7 separate regions of the Mus musculus genome follow, and all the other regions are linked to region 7. Evidence: chromatin contacts called from public HiChIP or PLAC-seq, capture Hi-C and promoter capture Hi-C data. All regions are on one chromosome and are shown on one strand. The core of a region is the stretch at or near the end of the contact, and the rest is flanking DNA. Distances in the headings are between cores, read along the strand shown. Region 1 holds the start of Dlst (dihydrolipoamide S-succinyltransferase (E2 component of 2-oxo-glutarate complex)). Region 2 holds the start of Nek9 (NIMA (never in mitosis gene a)-related expressed kinase 9). Region 3 holds the start of Zfyve1 (zinc finger, FYVE domain containing 1). Region 4 holds the start of Ylpm1 (YLP motif containing 1). Region 5 holds the start of Acyp1 (acylphosphatase 1, erythrocyte (common) type). Region 6 holds the start of Eif2b2 (eukaryotic translation initiation factor 2B, subunit 2 beta). Region 7 holds the start of Lin52 (lin-52 homolog (C. elegans)).

Region 1 (2,700 bases), core at 13-2,512, 660 kb before region 7:
TCCAATTCCAAAAGAATGCCACACCTGTTTCCTTCTTCACTGACTTCATGCATTCTACCCCTTTCTTTCTCTCTCTTCTTCTTCTCTTCACTGACTGTCACATCCTGCAAGCCACAACTTTAATGTCACCTATTTAAACCTGTTCTGTCCATGTTTCCAAACACTTAGATGATTGATGATCAGCAATTTACACCATGCCTTTCCCTTACGCCTCAGGCTCCTGGAGGACAAGACTTTTTGCATTGTTGTATTTCTAACGAGCATCTAGCACAGTGCCCTGACAGTGTAAATTCAGTAACCGTGGGCCGCTGGTGTTGCTCAGTGGTTAAGTGCTTGCCTCCCATGCCCTAGCTTCTATCCTCAGCACCACAAAAAGCTGAACAAAACCCAGTAAGGATGCGCCGGGTGAGTACATGACAGCAGTTATACTTAAGGGAGTCTTTTGCTTCGCATCTCTCTGAATTCATTGTCTTTAAATACCATGAGAAGAAACATCAGATTTCCTCCCATGCTGCTCTGCCCACGAGAAGTGCATTTTAGGTGACCGCAAGGGCAGAACTTACCAGGCAGGGAACGTCTCCCTAGAGGGCAGTTCCCCTGTTGAGAAAGAAGACATTATCGACGTCACCCAAAATGAAAAGAGGGGGGAAAAAAACAAACAAACATTTTTTTTAAGGGCACGTTTATCGTGCTGCTGACAGGTAATGACACGTTTATCGTGCTCTTAACTCCGAAAGTAGACGCAAAACACCGAGTCGGCCAAACTCTGTCATCCTCCCCTGAGCCTGCCAGGCGCTAGTTTGGAGACCGCGAAGAGACAGGCCGCGGAATACGGTTGGGGGCCGTGCCTCCTCTCTTAACTCTAAGTCAATGTCGCTGCGGGCGCGGCTCCCAGCCCCGGAGCAAAGGGTTCGGGACAGCGGGAAAACGGCCGGCGCGGGCTGCCTGGGAGAGGACAGGGGCTCCGGGGCTCCGTACACGCGGCTGGGCGGCTCCGCGGGCGTCGGCAGCCACCGCGTCCCGGTGCCCTTGGTGGCCGGCCTGGCCAGCACACAGCGTCCCTGCCCTTCGGCCTGCCCGTCCGCCCACAGCCATGTTCGGCACCCATCGGAGCCCGGGCCCCGCCAGACAGTACCTTCTGGAAGGCAGAAAGCGAGCGGCTGAACGCCCGGGACACGCAGCGTGACCGGGACAGCATCGCGGAGGCAGCGGGATGGAGGGCGGGCGGACACCGGATACAGGGCCCGGCAGCAACCGGAAGTGAGACCGGCCGCGGCACCAGCCAAGCGGCGAGGGGTGTTCGGAGCGAACCACTAACCGTGCTGGGTGCCGGGCGGTGTGAGCCGGGCTCGCATCCTTAGCGGTCCCAGCGCGGGGCATCTGTGGCGCTGTCAAGAGAAGGCCAACTTGGGTTAGTATTCTTCGAGGACAACCATCCGGCCACCGGAGCGCCCCCGGGTTCAAGCCTTCCCTGCCTTTCCTCAGAGCTGGTTCTGTTTGGCGCCGTTTTCTGCTGCCCCCAAACCTAGCCTTTCTGCCTCTGCATTCTAGGAAGAGAGGGAAATGGCTAGGAACTTAGATCTCAGGCCGGTGATTAGGCTTATGTGGACTTGGGCAGGTGGGTCGCGATCCTTTGGAGGGTCCAACGACCCTTTCAGTGGGATCACATATCAGATATCTAGCATACCGGATAATTACATTACAACTCACAACAGTAGCAAATTTACAGTTATGAAGTAGCAACAAAATAATCTTATGGCCCGGGATCACTACAAGAGGAACTGTATTAAAGGACCTGTAAGACTTCACCAACTAGCCCCACTGTGCTTTAGCTCCTGATCTTCTCCCGCCCCTGAGCAAACTCTCCAGCCAAGCTAACTGTGCTCCACCCAGCTTGTGAACTCTGGAAGTTATTTGCTACCCAACTCTGGGAATGTGACATACTAATCTTATGGGGGTTACACTTTTGTTCAATGTCATGCCCCATTGGCAGAGGTTGTAGAAACGCTTGTAGGCTTCCTGCGCCCCCTCCCCCCGCAGCTTTGTGTATACCATTCTGCCCATTGCCTTACATTGAAAGCGCTTGCCACCCTTACCCTGCTTACTTGCTCGCTCTTAAATCCCTAGGCCTTTAACCCTGGCTTCCTAACAGAAATAGTATTCCATGAGCTCAGCTGAATAAATATCAAATTAATGTCTGAATGAATAAATGAACCACGTAGTGCCTTTGATTTTTTTTTTTTGAGTTATTTTGCCTAATTTTCAAAACCTTCACAAAGCCTCTGCTCACCAAACCCTGGATCCAATGGCATTGGAATCTCTGAGCCTTGGGCAGAAGCCCTGATTAGAAAGAGAGACATCATCTGTCCCAGCTGCCCTCACTATTGAGCCTGTAATGCCCTTCATCTGTTTCCTTCAAAGCTTCCTTGTAGCAGGTCTAAGACTCCACTTTCACTCTCTCCACTCCGCCTTCACACCTCTGTCAAAGATCCTTTGTTAGTGTAGAGTTAATCCTGCCACTCCCCTGCTTAAATTCTTCCAGTTGCTACTGCCTGCCTGTCTATACAGCCCAAACTCCTCAGCTAGCCCAAGCACCTAATTATCCGGCTCGTGGCTTCTGAGCTCTCATTTTCACAGATACTGAGCCATAATTCGCTGCTGACCATCTGCCCCGATCCCCACCTCACTCCCGACCCCACC
Region 2 (2,771 bases), core at 54-2,553, 890 kb before region 7:
CTGTTGGAGATGTTTGTGTAAACTTTCACAAATAAAAGCTAGCAGAAACCATTTGAGGTGTATTTGTCTGTTAATCTTTAGTGCCCCTTTGTCTGGGTGAGCAAGGATTCCTCTATAATTGTTGTTTTTTAAAGCACAGGGAGTGAAAACAGATAAATTAAAGAAAAAAAAAGTCACTGATTTACTGCAGGGCACTTAAGCAAAAGGATGTTTTAATCATTATGCTAATGAAAGAAATCTTGAGCAGATTTCCTCAGAAGGCTAGAGCTTTGAGAGCCAGTAAGATGGCTCTGTGGATAAAGGTTTTGCCATGCAAATCAGGCAACTTGAATTCAATCGGCACACACACACACACACACACACACACACACACACACACACACACACAAAACAGAGCCCTAATCACCTACTCCTTTGCTTTAGTTTCCCACTGTCCACAGGAAACACCAAACTGTACAACATACAAAGTGTACTTCCTGCTTCTGCCCAACAAGTGTAATGGCGCCAGTCCCATAACCTTAGTTTCATCACGCCCTGCCCTTTCCTAATTCTGGGGCCAGACTGCAGGGTTTGCCTCTCAAGTTCCTCCTAACTAGCTGTATCACCTAAAACAATCCCCACCCCACCCCCAACAGACACATAAACATTGTTTTCATGGCGCTCTGAGGATCTGGGGCCATAATATCATTAAAAAAAAAAAAAAAAAGAAAAGAAAAGAAAAACAAAACCCTTTAGCATTGTCCCAACTTAGGCAACCCTGTGGTGGTCATAGTCCTGCAACTTTATAGACTTAATGAAGAAGGAAAAGGAGGAAAAGGAGGAAAAGGAGGAGGAGGAAGAGGAGGAGGAGGAGGAAGAGGAGGAGGAGGAGGAGAGGAGGAGGAGGAGGAAGGAAGAAGGAATTGTTAAAGTTGTCAGAAGTCTAATGTTTTAGCTTGCTCCATTATCTTTGCTACACTATCGCTACAAAAAAAAAAAAAAAAAAAAAAAAAAAAAGGAGCCCTGCCCAACAAGCCAAGTGACAGCTAACACAGTCACAGCTCCTGGGACAAACGTGTCGCCAGGATTAGCCTGGACCACCTCCAAAATGTGACGCAGTCTGGAAAGCTGGTAGGGGGTTGTAGGGAAGCGGTCTGCAAACCCGCCGTGTGGTCACTCTTCCGCTTCCACGACACTCGCGGGTGTGAAGGCCAGCGACGCCCAAGGTGTGCGGGACGCATCTGCAACAAGTGGGCACGCGAAAGGCGGAGGGAAAACCTCGGCGAGCCGGAAACACTAAGAACCGCTTCCGGGTCAGGGGGCAGGAGCCACCATGGAAGCTCCCTGGGCCGCGGGGCCACCTAAGCCGCTGCCTGGCGTCTGAGGCCATTGAGGCGCTAAGCGGCCGGCCCTGCCCGCCGTGGATACGCGGGCGGCTCCCGGCGAGCTGCGGCCTCCGCCGCCATGTCGGTGCTGGGCGAGTACGAGCGACACTGCGATTCCATCAACTCGGACTTCGGAAGCGAGTCCGGGGGTGGCGGGGACTCGGGCCCGGGCCCCAGCGCTGTCCCAGGGCCGCGAGCCGGCGGCGGGGCGGCGGAGCAGGAGGAGCTGCACTACATCCCCATCCGCGTTCTGGGCCGCGGTGCCTTTGGGGAGGCCACGCTGTACCGCCGCACCGAGGTAGCGGCCCTCGGCTCCGGCCGCTGCCGGGCCTCCCCGCGCCCTCCTTCCCGGCCCCGCTTTCCAGTGCTGCTTGCCCCTGGCCCTCTATGGTCAGGCGTCCCTTGGGGTTTAGGTCTCGGGAACCCCACCGTGCTTTCGCTTCCCCTGCTGTAGGACATTGGTTTAATCACCGCTGTCACTGAGCGAGTCATTGAGCGGTCTTTTGCATTTTAGTTTTCCCATTTGTTAATTGGACTTAGCGATAACAACCTCGCCCCCCCCCCCAAAAAAAAAACCTTTACTTTTTTAAAGGTTATTTTGAGGTCCAAACGAAGGTGCTTTGCACATTGGGAACAATATAAAAAGCTTACTTGCTCTTTGGGAACAGTCTGTAAAAGCTTACTTCCTTTCGTATAGCTGTTGAAGGGCGGGATGGGGAGTTGGTGTGTACTTCCAAATAGCCACACTGGCAGCTACAACACACTGCTAGCCCTGTAGGCTTTGTTTTCTTGTTTTTGTTTTTGTTTTTTTCATAAATGATCACTCGGAGGATTTCCTTGATCACCAGAAAGATCATTGTTTGTTTGTTTGTTTTCTTGCTTTTCCTTCAGTGATTGTATAAGACAAATACTTTATTGGTGGAGTTGAGTCTGGAGAAACAAGGACCCCTTTCTTTGAGAACCCAAGGAAGCTAAGTCATTTTTCCCACCTTCTTGCATAAGGTCACAATGGAGAGACCCATGAGTTACTGAATCCAAAATTAAGAATGTGTACTGATTTAAAACCCTGTAGTGAGTCTACCTCCAAAAGTTAACCATAACTTGAGTCTAATCACCACAGCCTTAAAACTCTAGCTTTAGGGTAAACATTTAATGAGAACTTGCTGAGGTTGCAAAAGGTGATTCATGCACTTGCAATTCTAGTGTCTGCTCCCAGCCAGAACTTTTTGTGCTGGGGATAAAACGGGCTTTGCCAGTGCTCAGAAGGCATTCCACTACTGAGCCATACCTCCAGCGTCCAGCATATATCTATGAAAGATGGAAGAAAAGTAGTTGCAAGAAAATATCTTTGTGTTCTTTTCTATTCCAGTAACCAACCCATTAGTGGACATTATCATCTGTAGTCGC
Region 3 (2,700 bases), core at 175-2,674, 850 kb after region 7:
GTTTGTTCCTATCAAACCCCCATTTTTTATGGTGCTGGGGCTCAAACCCAGGGCCTTGTGTATGCCAGACAGCCAATCTCTTTTGAGGGACACACATAGACCAATATATTTACTTTATAAGCAAGGTTATGAAATAATCTGGCAAAGCTACACACAGCCACAGAGGCAGTCTTAGGGATAAAACCTTTGTCATGCCAACCAACCTCAGGCTTATTTAAAACTTGTTAGCTTAACTTTTATAAAATCCCTTCTTCTCCATACACCATCTTATTTCTGGTAAACACTTTTTAATGTGATTGTAGATGGCTTAGTTCTTATTATCCTGGTTGGTGATGTGGTACAGGTAAAAAAATAAAAAGTTCATCCAGGTTTGCCGCTGTTGGCTCTGTGTCATGAAGAGTTAATTTTCAGCAATATAATCCGTATACATAGCTCATTCACTATTTTGTAGATTTGGCTTAACTATTGATCTAATTATGTCCTGAGATCTATGAGTGTCCTCTTGAATCAGAAGATGAGGTCTTATCCAGTGTTGTCAATAATTTGCTGTGTACCTTGGCAAGTAACCTAACCTTAGTTTTCTCTCTCAGGTTAACCATTATCAAGATAAAAATCATATGTTAAGATTGGCAGAGCCATCAGAAATTACACAGCAAAATTCCTTTATTTTATGGAAGGACTGAGTGATTTACCCTACCAACCTATGTAGTTAGTTTTCCTAGGCATTACAGACCAGTATCTTTTCCATGCATTGTATTTTCTCTCAATATTGTCTCAAGAAATAAATGAGAAAAAAGTGAAAGTACTAAACAAATATAAAGCTATTATTAAAAAAATCAGACAATAGTATTACAGACACTGTTATCTTAAATTTTATTGGAGTGTGTACTGTAACTATTCTGCACAATATAAAAATTAGAAGTTATGATGTCTATGTATGGAAAAAGGCAGAAAAGGAATAAGGCTGGAACAAAATTAACAGTTGATTAACTTTGAAGGGAAAACAAAACAGCCTCAAGCATAGTAATATCCTCTCAATGTTTACTGGTATTTTTCCACTTTGAGCATTTCTGAAGGAAAGATGTACAATAATAATGTGCCGTGCCATTTCCTGGTTATATAGAACATCATATCTTTTGTTTAATTTACAATACTCCTTCCCGGGCCACTGCCCTAAACTAGTCGCTGCAACCTGCAAAAACCTCAGCCCCGGCCGAGACTCTAAGTCCCGAAATGCTTTCAGGCTTGTCTGTCCCGCCTATTCGCAACGACGATGCTTCCATCGGGAATTGTAGTCATGTGGAGCTTGTATTTCAGGGCTGTAGGGCAGAACGACAATCCCCCCAAAACTACAACTCCCAAAAGGCCGCAAGCGCCCTTCCCGCTCCCCGTCGTCGCGCTCCGCCCCTGGCCGCTCCTCCCTAGCTGGGCTGCGCTGTTCATGCCTTCCTGTTGGTCTGAGCTGGGAGAAGTTCACTCTGATCAGCTGATTCCAACTGACAACAAGAGAGGAGGAAGCCTGGGAGGCAGCAGAGGAGGAGGGGGCGGAGATGGAGCTGAGGATGGATCCGCCGGGGCCCTAGAGCAGCCCGGGTCCTGTCGGCAATCCGCGTCCCCCACACCGCCTTGCCTTGGCCGAACTGCTCCGGGTGGGCTCTGTGGGCCGCGGCGGAGAGGGCGGGGGCGCCTTGGCCCAGCCCCGGGCGAGTGCTGGTCCCGGGGCTCCCTCCAGTCGCTCCTAGGAGGAAGGGGGGACGGGTGCGGCTCGAGTGGGGGTGGGGTGGCATAAACAATGGATTCGGCTCCGGGATGTGCGGGTTTGTGTGAAATTTGGGGGGCCTTCTTTGTTCTTCGTCTCCGCTGCCACCCCTTGGGTTGTGGTGGTGGTGTCCGGGAGCAAGGTGGGTGAGGGACCCTGGATTGGAGAGAGGCGTCGAGGTTTGGGGGGGGGGGGTTTGCTCCGAGTGGCATATTGTTTGCTTGGCCTGGTGGTGGTGAGGGTCAGCTGTTCTTTTGAAGGTTGGTTTTCTGTTTTTCTTAGTAGTGACAAGTTTTGATTTTTGTTTCCCTTTTGGGAGCTGACTGGACACGTCTGAGGTTAAGGTGAAAATAAGGTCCCCTGGTTACTCCCTTGCCTTGTTTATCTGAAGATCAGATGGATAGATTGGCTACTGAAAGGGAGGAGTGAATATCTGAAAGGAGGACTTTACACTTGGTTGTGCTCTTGGAATAGGAGGCAAAGGTAGGGAGAATTAGGAGTGTAGTTACGTTAGTGACCCAAAACCCCCTTTCCTGTCTTCCCAAGTTTTTGACTTGGTTTGTTTTGTTTTAAGTGTTTGAGTGACAAGAGAAAATGAGTTGTTTTGACTCACTGTAGGGCCTGGCTCTACTGTGCGCCTAAGTGCTGGAATTCTGCCTCCTGTTGCTGCCGGTTCTCTTCCTCTGTAGAGAGGAGGCACAGGAGGAAGCTCAGTAGTTGTCTTACTGTTTTTGAAAATGAAGTTGGGACTATTGTTGTCAATTTTAGAGTCCTTACTAGACCTTTGCTCGACTAGAGCTGAGAGAGTCCATTTTATAAGGATAATTGGGTTTGTAGAGGTCTTTGAGGGTGGTGTGAATTTATTGTTACAATATTTTTCTTAGCTTTTTACAGACCTCCTTTTCCATTTCTCATATATAAGGAGCAGGTGCAGAGGGCTT
Region 4 (2,700 bases), core at 185-2,684, 540 kb before region 7:
AAATTAACTGGTCAATATTTACATGTATTTAAACATCAGTCCTTTAAGAATTTTCTTTTATACTGCCTCCCCATGAAAATCTTAGTTTAAAAAAAAATTAAAACAAAGCTCTGTGCAACAATAAATACTGAATGCTGGTCAAAGAAAACTAAGGCATACATTTGAGAAATAAATCTAGTGCCAACCTACTACAACTTCAAGTGCCTAGTCTTATCTTTACTCTTCTTTTGGTAATCTATGGTCAATTTAAAACCTGGCTTTCAGGGCTGACTCTTAGGGGATCTTTGGAGTATGAATGGGCTAGTCGTTGGCTGTTGGAATTACGATAGGCATTAGCTGGTTAAAGCCCAAGACCTGCTCACGTAAAGCCTAAATGAAAGATGTGACACAGTGCTTACCTGTGGAGTCATTGTAGAGGGATCTGGTTCAGGAGCAGCTTGCTTCTGTTCAGCAGTCTTGTTCTTGGCCCCACTCTCCAAAGGCTCTTGCTGGATAGCTGTTTTATTCCCAGAAGGGATGGACGGTGGTGGTGGTAGCTGGGGTTTAGAAGGGCCCTGGGAGGAGCGGGAAGGAGAGGCCTGAGAAGGGGGTAAGTAGGGCTGGGAATGGCTCAAATATGATTGTGAGGAGGACGAGGAAGAATAAGAAGGAGTGGGCGCCAGATAGGACTGGGAAGGTGGAGACTGTGAAGGGGATGGCTGAGCAGGAGGCAGGTAGGGCTGAGCGGAGGAAGGGGGATAGTACGAGGGTGGTGGCTGAGGTGGAGGCATGTACGACTGGGATGGGGGCATGTAGGATCCTGGAGGTACAGGGGGAGATTCAGGAGGGGACTCCAGCTCCATTGGAACCAAACCCGGAGGCCCATCTCGTTGGTGGTGGATCATCTGGTGTTTGTACTGCTGCTGCTTCTGATAACTGAGGGCTGGTCCAGGTGGCGGGGGCATCGGTGGCGGAGGCGGCTGCCAGTCTCCGTAGCCGCCCCCGGGCATCACCGGCGGGGGTGGCAGCGGGGGCGGAGGAAGATGGTGGGGTTGGAGCACGCACTGCATTTGCTTCTGGTGCATCTGCTGCAGCTGCTGGAGCTGCGCCAAGTGTTGCTCTCGGAAGCTCATGAAGCCTGAAGAGGAAGGGGCCGCGGGAGCCGTCGAACTGGAGTACCCGGGCCCCGGCGAGGCCTCGGGAAGCGCCACCGGTGGCGGCGGCGGCGGCACCGGCGGCGGCGGATAGTGGCTGCTCCCGCCATACCGGCCCCAATTCGGATACATATAGGAAACGAAGGCGCGGGGCTCGTCCCGGCGCCGTTACTCGTCGCAACCGACCTCCAGGAGCCGCGGCGGTGACGGCGACAGCCGGAACTCGCGGTGCCTTACAGGCCGCGGAGCGTGTGAACGGAGCGCGCCAGTGCGCCGGCGCTACGGAGCTGGGCCCGCGGTCGGGAAGGCGGGGACCGTGCTGAGGCAACTACGCATGCGCAGTACCATCGAGCGGAGAACAAAGGCCAGATAGAGGGAACCTTGGCGCAGGTACTCGCTGTTGCCGCCTTCCTTCGGGTTCGGAAAATGTAGGCGGTAATAGAATGTTGTCATAGAACCAAGAAAACCATAGAGTCTCACAGCCGAAAGGAGTGATAGAGATCCTAACGCCCTATGGGTTTAGTTTTGAATGGGGGGGTGGGGAGGGGGGAGGAAAGATTCCATTCACAGTAGCAACAAGAACATAAAACAAGTAATAACTCTACTAAGAAAAATCTAGACATTATATGAAGAAAACTGCAGAATCCTACCTGAGAATAAAAATTAAACTTGAACTCACGAAGAGGCTTACCATAGTCCTAAGTAAAAAAGAGGGAGCTTTGTAAAAATGACAGTTCTTCCAAGTTAAACTGATTTAACTCAGTCAACCCACAGCCTGACAGGGGACAATGATAGGAAGAATGAAAAATGGATTCTGGAGAAGGAAAGTGAAAATGGCCCTGATTCTTTCCTACAGGTACTGTAAAAGGAATTGAATTGTTTAGATTGGTTTCCTCCCCACCCACCACCCACCCCACCACCCTTAAAATTTTTTTGCTTTTTCAAGACAGGGTTTTTCTGTATGAACCCCCTGGCTGTCCTGGAACTCGCTTTGTGACCAGGCTGGCCTTGAACTCACAGAGATCTTCCTGCCTCTGCCTTCCAAGTACCATCAAACCCAGGTTTTAACTCGGACGATGTCCCTGTTGGAGAATCCTTAAACCTAAGAAAAGTCAGCCGGGCATGGTGGTGAACGCCTTTAATCCCGCACTCGGGAGGCAGAGGCAGGCAGATTTCTGATTTCGAGGCTAGCCTGGCCTACAAAGTGAGTTCCAGGACAGCCAGTGCTATACAGAGAAACCCTGTCTCGAAAACCCAAAAAAAAAAAAAAAAAAAAAAAAAAAAAAAAACCTAAGAAAAGTCAGAGAAGGGTAACTTAAAAGCTGATTTCCTGAACCCTAGCAGCAAAATATTAAAGACTTCCATTGGTTTGGGTGATTACTGAACATCAGAAGTAGTACACTGAATTCTGGGAAAGGAAGGACAGAAGGAAGGAAAGAAGGAAGGAAGGGGAGAGAAAAACCATGCTTAATTTGAAGACTCTTAACTGTATCAGCATGTCAATTTGAAGATGTGACCTTGCTCTTTTTTCCTAGCAACCAGATCATTACCTGTCTTGGGTAACTAT
Region 5 (2,700 bases), core at 44-2,543, 830 kb before region 7:
AGCTCTTTCTCAGCCCTTCCCATCAGAATTAATCTCTCTGCTTCTCCCTAACACGTTCTGTTTCTGTTATAATGTTGGGCTGGTTCGTGGTGAGCTCTCAGAGTGAGTGAAATGAATTACCACGTTGCACATGATCTTGTCCGTTCTGTGCATGCACAGCTACGATAAAGAAATCTTTGAGGGCAACGATTATATCATCCGTCTTGTACACCATATGGTGTTCCATCCATTACACTACTCAGTGGGTCTGGAATCTATAGAGAAACTCACTTTAATTGAATTTTAGAGAAATTGCATCAGTCAAACACAATGTTTAGTGTTGTTTTCAAATATCGCCAAGGACACCATTCAGTACTGCTCCTCCTCCTCCCAGCAGGGAGGCTTTCTGACTTTGTTACAGGGGGAACTGGTGTAATGATAGATTTCCATAGCTACCACTGCTAACTATCTCACCTTGCCAAGTCTGCCAGCCTGACATATTACCACATGGGGCCCGGTGTTAGGAAATGATATGATACAGACAAGCAGTCGAAGAAGGGACAATAAACTCCACACACAATTTGCTTCATACACATTCTCGATCCTAAGGGTAGCTGAATTCCAATGCATACAAATCAAATCTCATTTTAGCAGTCCTCATCTAAAAACACCTTAGTAATTCTCTTTCTCTAAAAGCAAATGCATGCAATTTGGTTATTTTGCTCAGATTTATTGATTCTATTGAGATTCCTGAGCCATGAATAACTTGCCTGTGCTTTATTATTTATTTATCAATTTTTTTTTTTTTTTTTTTTTTTTTTTTTTTTTTTTACCTAAGGTAGACTCTGGATAGCAGCTTCCAAAACCCCAGATAGAATGACTTCACCGTGATGTCGTGTGCATTTATTGTCTTTTGCTACCAAGTCCAAATTATGCATGTCCCAGAATTGGAAGAGAACTGAAAGAAGGGAAAAAAAAAAAAAAAGGGCAGGCCAGATTCTATTAGTCACTGACTGTGCTAACAGCCCTAGGCACCCAGTAGGGTGAGTGGACATATTAAGTGTTTTGTCTATGACTTTCTTTACCCACGGGGAAATGACAAGAGGGGTACACTTAGTGGCAGAAGTGTGGTACAGGTTGGTCATTGTATGCAAAACCGGACTCTCCACTTAAAAAAATTAATCCCAGGATCTCTCCAAAACGTGACCCACTTGTCCTGAAGCCCCACCCTTGGGCGGGTTCTTGAACAAGGAGCCACCTCTGATTGGTTAAATCGCGGTGATGGGCGTGCAGGGCAGCGTTGGAGAAGCCGAGCTCTAAACTTCCGGAAGTGGCGGTTAACACGGCTCGGGCGGTTGATCTGAAGGTCTTCGGGGCTGTTCAGCGGCTCCTGGGGAAGCCCCAGAAACTCGAGCTTCCGCCGCTCGGATCATCCAAGTGTCAGTGGAGGGGATTTCGGGCCGCATGGGGATAGGATGGATGGCGGCTTCAGGGCTGCAAGGGCAGCGGGATGAGCAGGCGAAGGCTCCCCGACCAGGGGCTTGCGTTTACATCCACTTACTCCTTGCAGTTCCGGGACCCTGAGGTTCCGGAGAGGCCCCCATGGTATTGGAGGGCGGGTGCAGCCCTTTCTTAGGACGATGTCTCACCTTGCTGTCTCTGACAGGTTTGAGCATGGCAGAAGGGGACACCTTGGTCTCAGTGGATTACGAAATTTTTGGAAAGGTTCAAGGGGTGTTTTTCCGCAAGTACACTCAGGTATGTGGCTTAAGTGTCGGGGCGCATCACTAAGTGATGGACAGGAGGCCTGGTTCTGACCAATGGGAACTGGGAGAGTGGGAAGGGAGCACCTGGACACTCTCCTGACGGAGAATACCGCTAGCGCACCCTGTTGTACTGTCACCAAGCTAAGTCGCCTCTAAAAAGCTGCCATCAAGATAGAGAGGTGGCATTAGGTAGGCCGATCACAGAGTAACTTACATAATCGCCCATCATACCTACAAGTTTATTCCTCCAACTTCCTCTCAACACCTCAGTTTTGTTTTGTTTTGTTTTGTTTTGTTTTTCTTCCCATCATGGGACTCAGGGACATTGGCATGCTAAGCAAGCTGCACTGTACCAGCTAACAGCAAACTTGGCATCCTCTACCCCTGTTTCCCCATCACTAATCTCTCCAGTGCACAAGGGCAATCTCAATTTCCCTTCAGCAGAGTTGCCTTTCTGCTCACTATGGCCATCCTGATGGATGTGACAGAGTGTACCTCCTTGAGGAGTTTCATTGTTTTAGTTCAGGTATAAAGTATTTAAAACACCTCAAGTCATACAAGTCATGTTCTTCAGTCACCATAGAACTAAAGTACAAATAAGTAACAGAAAGAGAACTGTTATTAGCTATAATTCCATTTGGAAGATAATATTCCAAATTATCTGGAGTAGCACGTTTTTGTTAAATCACGGTAGAATATATGTACTGAAAACCTTACTATTTTAACCATTTGAAAACACACAATTCAGCAACCTTAAGTACGTTCATACATCCTTGTCTTATCACCAAGGAACAGTTGAAGAACCAACCCCTCACACATACACTTCCTTCTTTATCTCAAAAGGCTGAAGCTCTACCCACCAGCTCCTGTCTTCCCCTTCACCAGCCCCTGGTGGCCAGGATCCTGCATACCCATGTATGCATACGCGTGTTGAAGTCTGAGGACCAGTTACGGG
Region 6 (2,700 bases), core at 110-2,609, 770 kb before region 7:
TGGAGGCGGTATGTATATAAATACCTCAAAGGGGTGGGCATGATGGCTTAGTGGGTAAATGTGCTTGATGGGCAAACCTGGAAACCTGCCCTCCATCCCTGGAACCCACATAAAGGGGGATGCGCAAATTCTACAAAGTTGCCCTGTGACCCACACACACACACACACATACACACACCACTAATAGTAAACATTTTTTGAAGTCAAGATGAAGTTTAGTGAAAAAGAAACTTCCAAATGCGGCTTTGGGGAACTCGTTTTCTGTTTTTTGCAGCACTGGGAATGAAACCCAGAGCCTCAAGTAAGGCACTCTTCCACTGAGCTACATCCCCAGCAAGTTCATTTGCTATAAAATAAAATAAAATAAAATAACTTCCCCTAAAAGAAATCTCTCGCTTAATATACTGTTAAAGAGCAGGTCTGTCTTGAAAGATGCAGTTACTATAAGCTTGGTGTTTTCCATCCACTCCTACCAAATGGGTGTTCAAACCAGAAGACTGGTGATCTCGCCTATCCCTGTCAATGCACAATTTCTAGGGGACTGTTTCACTTGCCTGCGACCTAACTTGTCCACTTAGTGATCAGATCTCTTACCCAGTTCCACCAGCAGCTCATTAATCGCCTCAATGATGTTGGCCTTAAGTGGGGCAAAATGGAAGCTGAAATCCTCGCTCAGGCCTCCGGATGTCAAGAGTTTGTGCAGGGACTCCTGCTGATCGCTCTCGTCACTGCGCCCGTGCAGTCTATGGAGGCAACAAGACCCAAAGAGTGATCACTGGGGCAACGGGAGCAGCTCAGCCACAACAGAGGCTTCAAGCTGATAGGTGGCACGGTTTAACAACCAAAAGCCAGCACCCCTTGGTCCCACCAGGAGCCCACCCAAGCTGTGAGTTTGACCTGCCATACTCCTCCCGGATGATCTTGAGGACTCTCCGCACCATATTTCCCACGGTGGTCTCGGAGGGCTGCGCAGCCGTCATCCTCCTGCCCTCTCTGCGGATCAAATCCATAAGGTCCCCTGAAACCCAAGAGAGACCGAGTGAACGGGGCAGGCGCGCGGTGAAAGTGAATATCAGCTTCAGGAATAGAACAAGAACGAGGATGAGTTGCCGCACCCGCGTTGTTCCAGTGGTGGTCCGTGATAAGCCGGCGCAGCAGCCCCAGGGTCTCCCGAGCCATGTCCTCCGAGCTGCGCTGCCCGCCACCTCGCTTCAGAGTCTCCACGAAGCCTTCGATCCTCTCGGACAACTCCGAGCCCTTCGCCGCGGCACCCGGCATTTCCAACACCGTCCCGGGACTCACTTACAGAAGCCTCAATTGCCAAAGCACTGTTTCACTTCCGGGCCGAGAGAGGTCAACTTCCGCTCGGTGAAACATAATTGAGTTCGTGGAGTTGTAAGCCCGCCCCTCCCTCTGCTGAGGCCAATCAGAAACGTGTTAGGGCGGAGCTGGGCGCACCGCCGGGAAGTGACGGCTGGAAGGGTCCCCTTGGGAGTCTGCGCGCCGAGCCGGGAGGCCCGGAGGACGCTGGCCAGTCTGGTTGCTATGGGAACAGCGAGCGGCTCTCCCGCCCTGCGACCAGCAGAAGTGGCTTTCCTCCTTCCTGGCTCCATCGCTGCCTGATGCTTGGCAGACGCCTCCATGAGTGCGAGTCCAGGGCTCGAGACGCCCAGAAAAGTGCTGCTGCAACGCGGGTTGAACATGTTCACCTTTTCCAATGGGTTCCATTCCCCACCGACTTTATCTTTCTTTTCCCCGCTCGGTGCAAGGAATTGAACGTAGGATCTCACAGGTGCTAGGCAAGTGGTACCACCATTCCTATTCCTAGCTCTTACGTTGTTGTTTGCTTTTTTATATCCTCGGCCTCGAAAGCCCTAAGGAATGTCACTAATGAAAGAGATTCAAAGTAGAAGCTAGCCGGGCTGTGGTGGCGCACGCCTTTGATCCCAGCACTTGGGAGGCAGAGGCAGGTGGATTTCTAAGTTTGAGGCCAGACTGGTCTACGAAGTTAGTTCCAGGACAGCCAGGGCTATTCAGAGAAACCCTGTCTCGAAATAACAAACAAACAAAGTAGAAGCTAATAGGACACCAAGAATGCTGTCCTGCAATTTGGAGGCCGGCGAGTACATGCAATGTAATAAGTCCTTCCATTGACCCGACACTTACTAGGTATTGAGTGCTGTAAGTTCTTACTGTCATACAGCTACATGAGGTAGGTTCTCCTCCCCCGGCTTTACAAACTGAGAAAGAGATTCACGGTATTGAAGCAGTTAGGGAGGTAAAAAGGCTGTGCTTATCCTGGGTCCCCTGAACCCAAACGGAATTAGAATCTCTTATTTATTTAAGATAAACGTCTTGGGCTGGCGAGATGGCTCAGCCATTAAAGGCTAGGCTCACAACCAAAAATATAAGATAAATGTCTCAAAAGTGAATCTTCCAGACTTTTAAGACTTTCCTTACAGCTGATAAATTGTCTTCAGAGGGATTAGATCGGTATCAAAATCATATAAAGATAGTACAGGAAAACTGTACCTGTCATTAGCAAAACAAAAAGAAAAACCTAATAAATTACTAGAAAAATAGAATGCAGCAGTACATTAAAAAGTAAATATTTGCAATCTCTAAATAGCATATTGTTTAATTTGCTGGGGTCTGGCTCACCTGTATCTTTGCTTTCAGGGCCGACTCTACTGTGTTGCC
Region 7 (2,700 bases), core at 169-2,668:
GAGGTAGGAAGAGCTCTGAGTTCAAAGCCAGCCTTGTCTATAGAGCAAGTTTCAGGACAGCCAGGACTATACAAGAAACCTTGTCTCAGGAAAAACAAAAACAAAAACAAAACAACCAACAAACTAAACCAACTTTTTATTTTAGACACGATTTGCCTACAATTCCCTCTACAGCCTAGGCAAGCCTGAAGCAACAAACCTCCTGCCTCAATCTCCCAAGCTAGAATTAGAGGTCACACACCAAGGCCAGTTTTACTTTTGGATAAACGTTAACTTAAAGCCAAATCCTTTACAGGCATTATTCTAAAACCTAGGATTAGCCGGGCAGTGGTAGTGCACGCCTTTAATCCCAGCACTCGGGAGGCAGAGGCAGGCGGATTTCTGAGTTCGAGGCCAGCCTGGTCTACAGAGTGAGTTCCAGGACAGCCAGGGCTATACAGAGAAACCCTGTCTCGAAAAACCAAAATAAATAAATAAATAGTAAAAATAAACAAACAACCCCCCCCCAAAAAAAAACCCTAGGACTAAATTAATGAAATAAGACAGAATTGGAATTTATAGTTGGGTGTGGCCCGGGCAAAGTGCAAAGTTAACAGAATAACTATATAAACTGAGATGCTGAATAATGACAGAAGAGCAATTCCAAATATTAAAGCAAAACCGCGAGCAAAAGCATACGGGTATATCAAGAACACCTATATGTCTACTGAGATGACTTGCGTCTTAGAAGACAGAATAAGCAGAATTGCTCCTGCCCTCAGCCTACGGAAACAACACATAAAGTAGAGGGGTGACGAGTTAAGGAAGAGTTGAGAAGCGTGAGAAGCGACATTAACAAGCCGAATTTTCACTCCCTCGGGACTCAGGGCAAGGAAACCAGGTCCCCGCACCTCCTGCTGCCAAGGCAACGGACCTGAACTGAGGAGACAAGCTTCTCTCTCTGCCGGCTCGGTAGAGGAATGAACCCTAGACCTCATGTCAGTCACCACTCACACTTCACAGCCATAGAGCTTGAGAGACTCATACGTACCAGCTCTACTGAGATGAGAACAGAACCAACACTCCAATGGGCCTGTTCAAAAAGAAAGTTCCCTTTCCCCTCAGCAGCTCCTTTTGAACCCTCAGCATCACCGATGGGCCGGAGCGACCTCTGTCCTTTTTCCCCCCATAGGGACTCCGGTTGATGGACTCCTTCCTAGTACACAGCAAGGAGACCTGGTACTAGGCACCTGCTAGCTGAAAAGCCGGCATACCCCAAAGGAGAAAAGTGGGAGAGAAAGGAGAGGGGCGCAAGAAAAAAAGAGTAAGGGTGAGGACAGAGGAAGTTCCCAGAGAAGCAAATAATGATACTACAGGCCAACAATCTCCAAGCCGGCTCTTACCGTCTGTGGGAGACGCCATCTTCCAGCCCATGTCACGTGACGTAACCAACCGTCGGCGGGAAAGCGAGGATCCGCAAGCCACGCCCCTAGCAGGGATAACCTATCCTTAGCTCACAGCCCGGTCTCGTTTCCCTACTTCATAGGGTAACATTTGCCTAGTCCCACCCCAGACAGCAGCCCCACCCACGGAGTGGTTAAAGTGGAACGCAGGCAAAATTCTTCAAGGACCTTATTTACTTTCCTTAGCAAGGGGGCGGGACCTTAGAGAGCCTACCTACAGCCAATCGGAGTTCCCGGTTAGGGGGCGTCTTCCCTGTGTGCTTACTATGCAGTACCAAGTCGAGGGGGCGTCTCCATATTTCCGCCAACAAAAATAGGATAAAGTGAGAGAAGCCCAGAACGCTTCCACCTTTGACCAATCACCTATTCCCAGGGGTGGGAATGATGGGTGGAGTCAAAGATTCCGACAAGTGATTGGTTATAGGAAGTGGCCCTTCCCTCCAATGGAGAGGCTCGGTCGTGTTCTGGGCGTGGCTTAACGGTGTTGCTTCAAGGGAGGCACTGGCAGCCGAGACGCAGGCGAGCTGGGCAGAGTCGGTGAGCCATGGCGGCGGCAGTGGCGGCAGCGGCAGCAATGCGGTCCCGGATCCTGCAGGCGAGTGAGGGTGGCGACGAGGGACCATGATGTTAGAAATGGGTCCTTTCCGCCCCGTCTCTAAACCATGCTTCTGCCGGACAGACTTCTTGGCCCAGCCCCTTCTTTGCAGCCCCTTGTGTTCCACCAGACCCGTGCGTCAGGGCTGTCACTCTGTACCGCCTGGCCCCGAGATTCAGCCCCGGACGGTCACGCCTGCTCCCCACTCCCCTTTACTCCTGAGCCTTTTCTTTTTTAGCTTTGACCCACCCACCTCCAGTCCAGCTCAGTCCTTGCTGTCACATGCTGGCTTGCTTTCTCTTTTTTGGTTCCTCCCACGGTCTCTCTTTCACCTCTGTACCAGCCACCTCTGTGCCCCAGAAACTCCTCCTTTTGGTCGCTGTACATAGAGTACTTTCCTTTGCCAGGAGCGTCCCTTCCCCCCATCCAGCCTCTATGTGAGGCAAGAGGGGATGGGAGCTCATTAAGGACATGGAACTAAGATCAGAGAAGGAACTTTGAATCTCCTAGACATGTACCCTAGGTTTTCATATCAAAAAGGCAGCCATTTGTTAGTTTTCACAAACATTCTGGCTTTTAGTGTTTTTCCCAAGCCCTGGGCCAAGTTAAACTTTCTCAGCGAAGTTAAACTTTTGGAGGTAAATAAGGGCATGTGGTTTTGCT

The links. Promoter capture Hi-C pulls out the DNA fragments that hold promoters and counts their contacts. HiChIP or PLAC-seq counts read pairs in DNA pulled down with a chosen protein or histone mark. Capture Hi-C pulls out chosen DNA fragments and counts their contacts.
Region 1: a contact with region 7 is called in a capture Hi-C map of macrophages, with 2.4 times the contacts expected there. The contact joins the promoter of Dlst here to the promoter of Lin52 in region 7. A contact is called at or near these places in 4 of 39 promoter capture datasets (fetal liver, liver and pre-B cells), 1 of 115 datasets of contacts at active chromatin or transcription factors (bone marrow-derived macrophages) and 2 of 9 other capture datasets (adipose tissue and macrophages).
Region 2: a promoter capture Hi-C map of liver shows a contact between it and region 7, with 4 times the contacts expected there. The contact joins the promoter of Nek9 here to the promoter of Lin52 in region 7. A contact is called at or near these places in 4 of 39 promoter capture datasets (hippocampal neurons, liver and pre-B cells).
Region 3: a FOXA1 HiChIP or PLAC-seq map of pancreatic cancer cells shows a contact between it and region 7. The contact joins the promoter of Zfyve1 here to the promoter of Lin52 in region 7. A contact is called at or near these places in 1 of 39 promoter capture datasets (neutrophils), 1 of 484 Hi-C or Micro-C datasets (CD4 T cells) and 2 of 115 datasets of contacts at active chromatin or transcription factors (astrocytes and pancreatic cancer cells).
Region 4: a contact with region 7 is called in a promoter capture Hi-C map of neural stem cells. The contact joins the promoter of Ylpm1 here to the promoter of Lin52 in region 7. A contact is called at or near these places in 8 of 39 promoter capture datasets (the C10 cell line, cranial neural crest, hematopoietic stem and progenitor cells and 4 more), 3 of 115 datasets of contacts at active chromatin or transcription factors (Th17 cells, astrocytes and pancreatic cancer cells) and 1 of 9 other capture datasets (liver).
Region 5: a contact with region 7 is called in an H3K4me3 HiChIP or PLAC-seq map of bone marrow-derived macrophages, with 2.5 times the contacts expected there. The contact joins the promoter of Acyp1 here to the promoter of Lin52 in region 7. A contact is called at or near these places in 2 of 39 promoter capture datasets (both in liver) and 1 of 115 datasets of contacts at active chromatin or transcription factors (bone marrow-derived macrophages).
Region 6: a contact with region 7 is called in an H3K4me3 HiChIP or PLAC-seq map of bone marrow-derived macrophages, with 8 times the contacts expected there. The contact joins the promoter of Eif2b2 here to the promoter of Lin52 in region 7. A contact is called at or near these places in 2 of 39 promoter capture datasets (both in liver) and 2 of 115 datasets of contacts at active chromatin or transcription factors (bone marrow-derived macrophages and memory CD8 T cells).

The regions. Positions count from the first base shown.
Region 1 is chr12:85,109,395-85,112,094 of GRCm38.p6, reverse strand. Dlst (dihydrolipoamide S-succinyltransferase (E2 component of 2-oxo-glutarate complex)) reads right to left here and starts at 1,262. Exons shown (of 15, transcript NM_030225.4): 1 at 1,136-1,262; 2 at 564-597. The coding sequence starts at 1,198. It also overlaps a transcript of Prox2 not described here.
Region 2 is chr12:85,337,894-85,340,664 of GRCm38.p6, reverse strand. It overlaps Nek9 (NIMA (never in mitosis gene a)-related expressed kinase 9), which reads left to right and starts at 1,303. Exons shown (of 22, transcript NM_145138.2): 1 at 1,303-1,662. The coding sequence starts at 1,444. Tmed10 (transmembrane p24 trafficking protein 10) reads left to right here. Exons shown (of 5, transcript NM_026775.4): 5 at 1-51.
Region 3 is chr12:83,595,946-83,598,645 of GRCm38.p6, reverse strand. It overlaps Zfyve1 (zinc finger, FYVE domain containing 1), which reads left to right and starts at 1,424. Exons shown (of 12, transcript NM_183154.4): 1 at 1,424-1,649.
Region 4 is chr12:84,995,055-84,997,754 of GRCm38.p6, reverse strand. It overlaps Ylpm1 (YLP motif containing 1), which reads right to left and starts at 1,434. Exons shown (of 21, transcript NM_178363.4): 1 at 399-1,434. The coding sequence starts at 1,265.
Region 5 is chr12:85,279,028-85,281,727 of GRCm38.p6, reverse strand. Acyp1 (acylphosphatase 1, erythrocyte (common) type) reads left to right here and starts at 1,293. Exons shown (of 3, transcript NM_025421.3): 1 at 1,293-1,418; 2 at 1,646-1,737. The coding sequence starts at 1,654. It also overlaps a transcript of Zc2hc1c not described here.
Region 6 is chr12:85,218,140-85,220,839 of GRCm38.p6, reverse strand. Eif2b2 (eukaryotic translation initiation factor 2B, subunit 2 beta) reads right to left here and starts at 1,359. Exons shown (of 8, transcript NM_145445.4): 1 at 1,116-1,359; 2 at 898-1,018; 3 at 595-743. The coding sequence starts at 1,278.
Region 7 is chr12:84,450,226-84,452,925 of GRCm38.p6, reverse strand. Lin52 (lin-52 homolog (C. elegans)) reads right to left here and starts at 1,418. Exons shown (of 6, transcript NM_173756.4): 1 at 1,383-1,418. The coding sequence starts at 1,413. Aldh6a1 (aldehyde dehydrogenase family 6, subfamily A1) reads left to right here and starts at 1,902. Exons shown (of 12, transcript NM_134042.3): 1 at 1,902-2,037. The coding sequence starts at 1,987.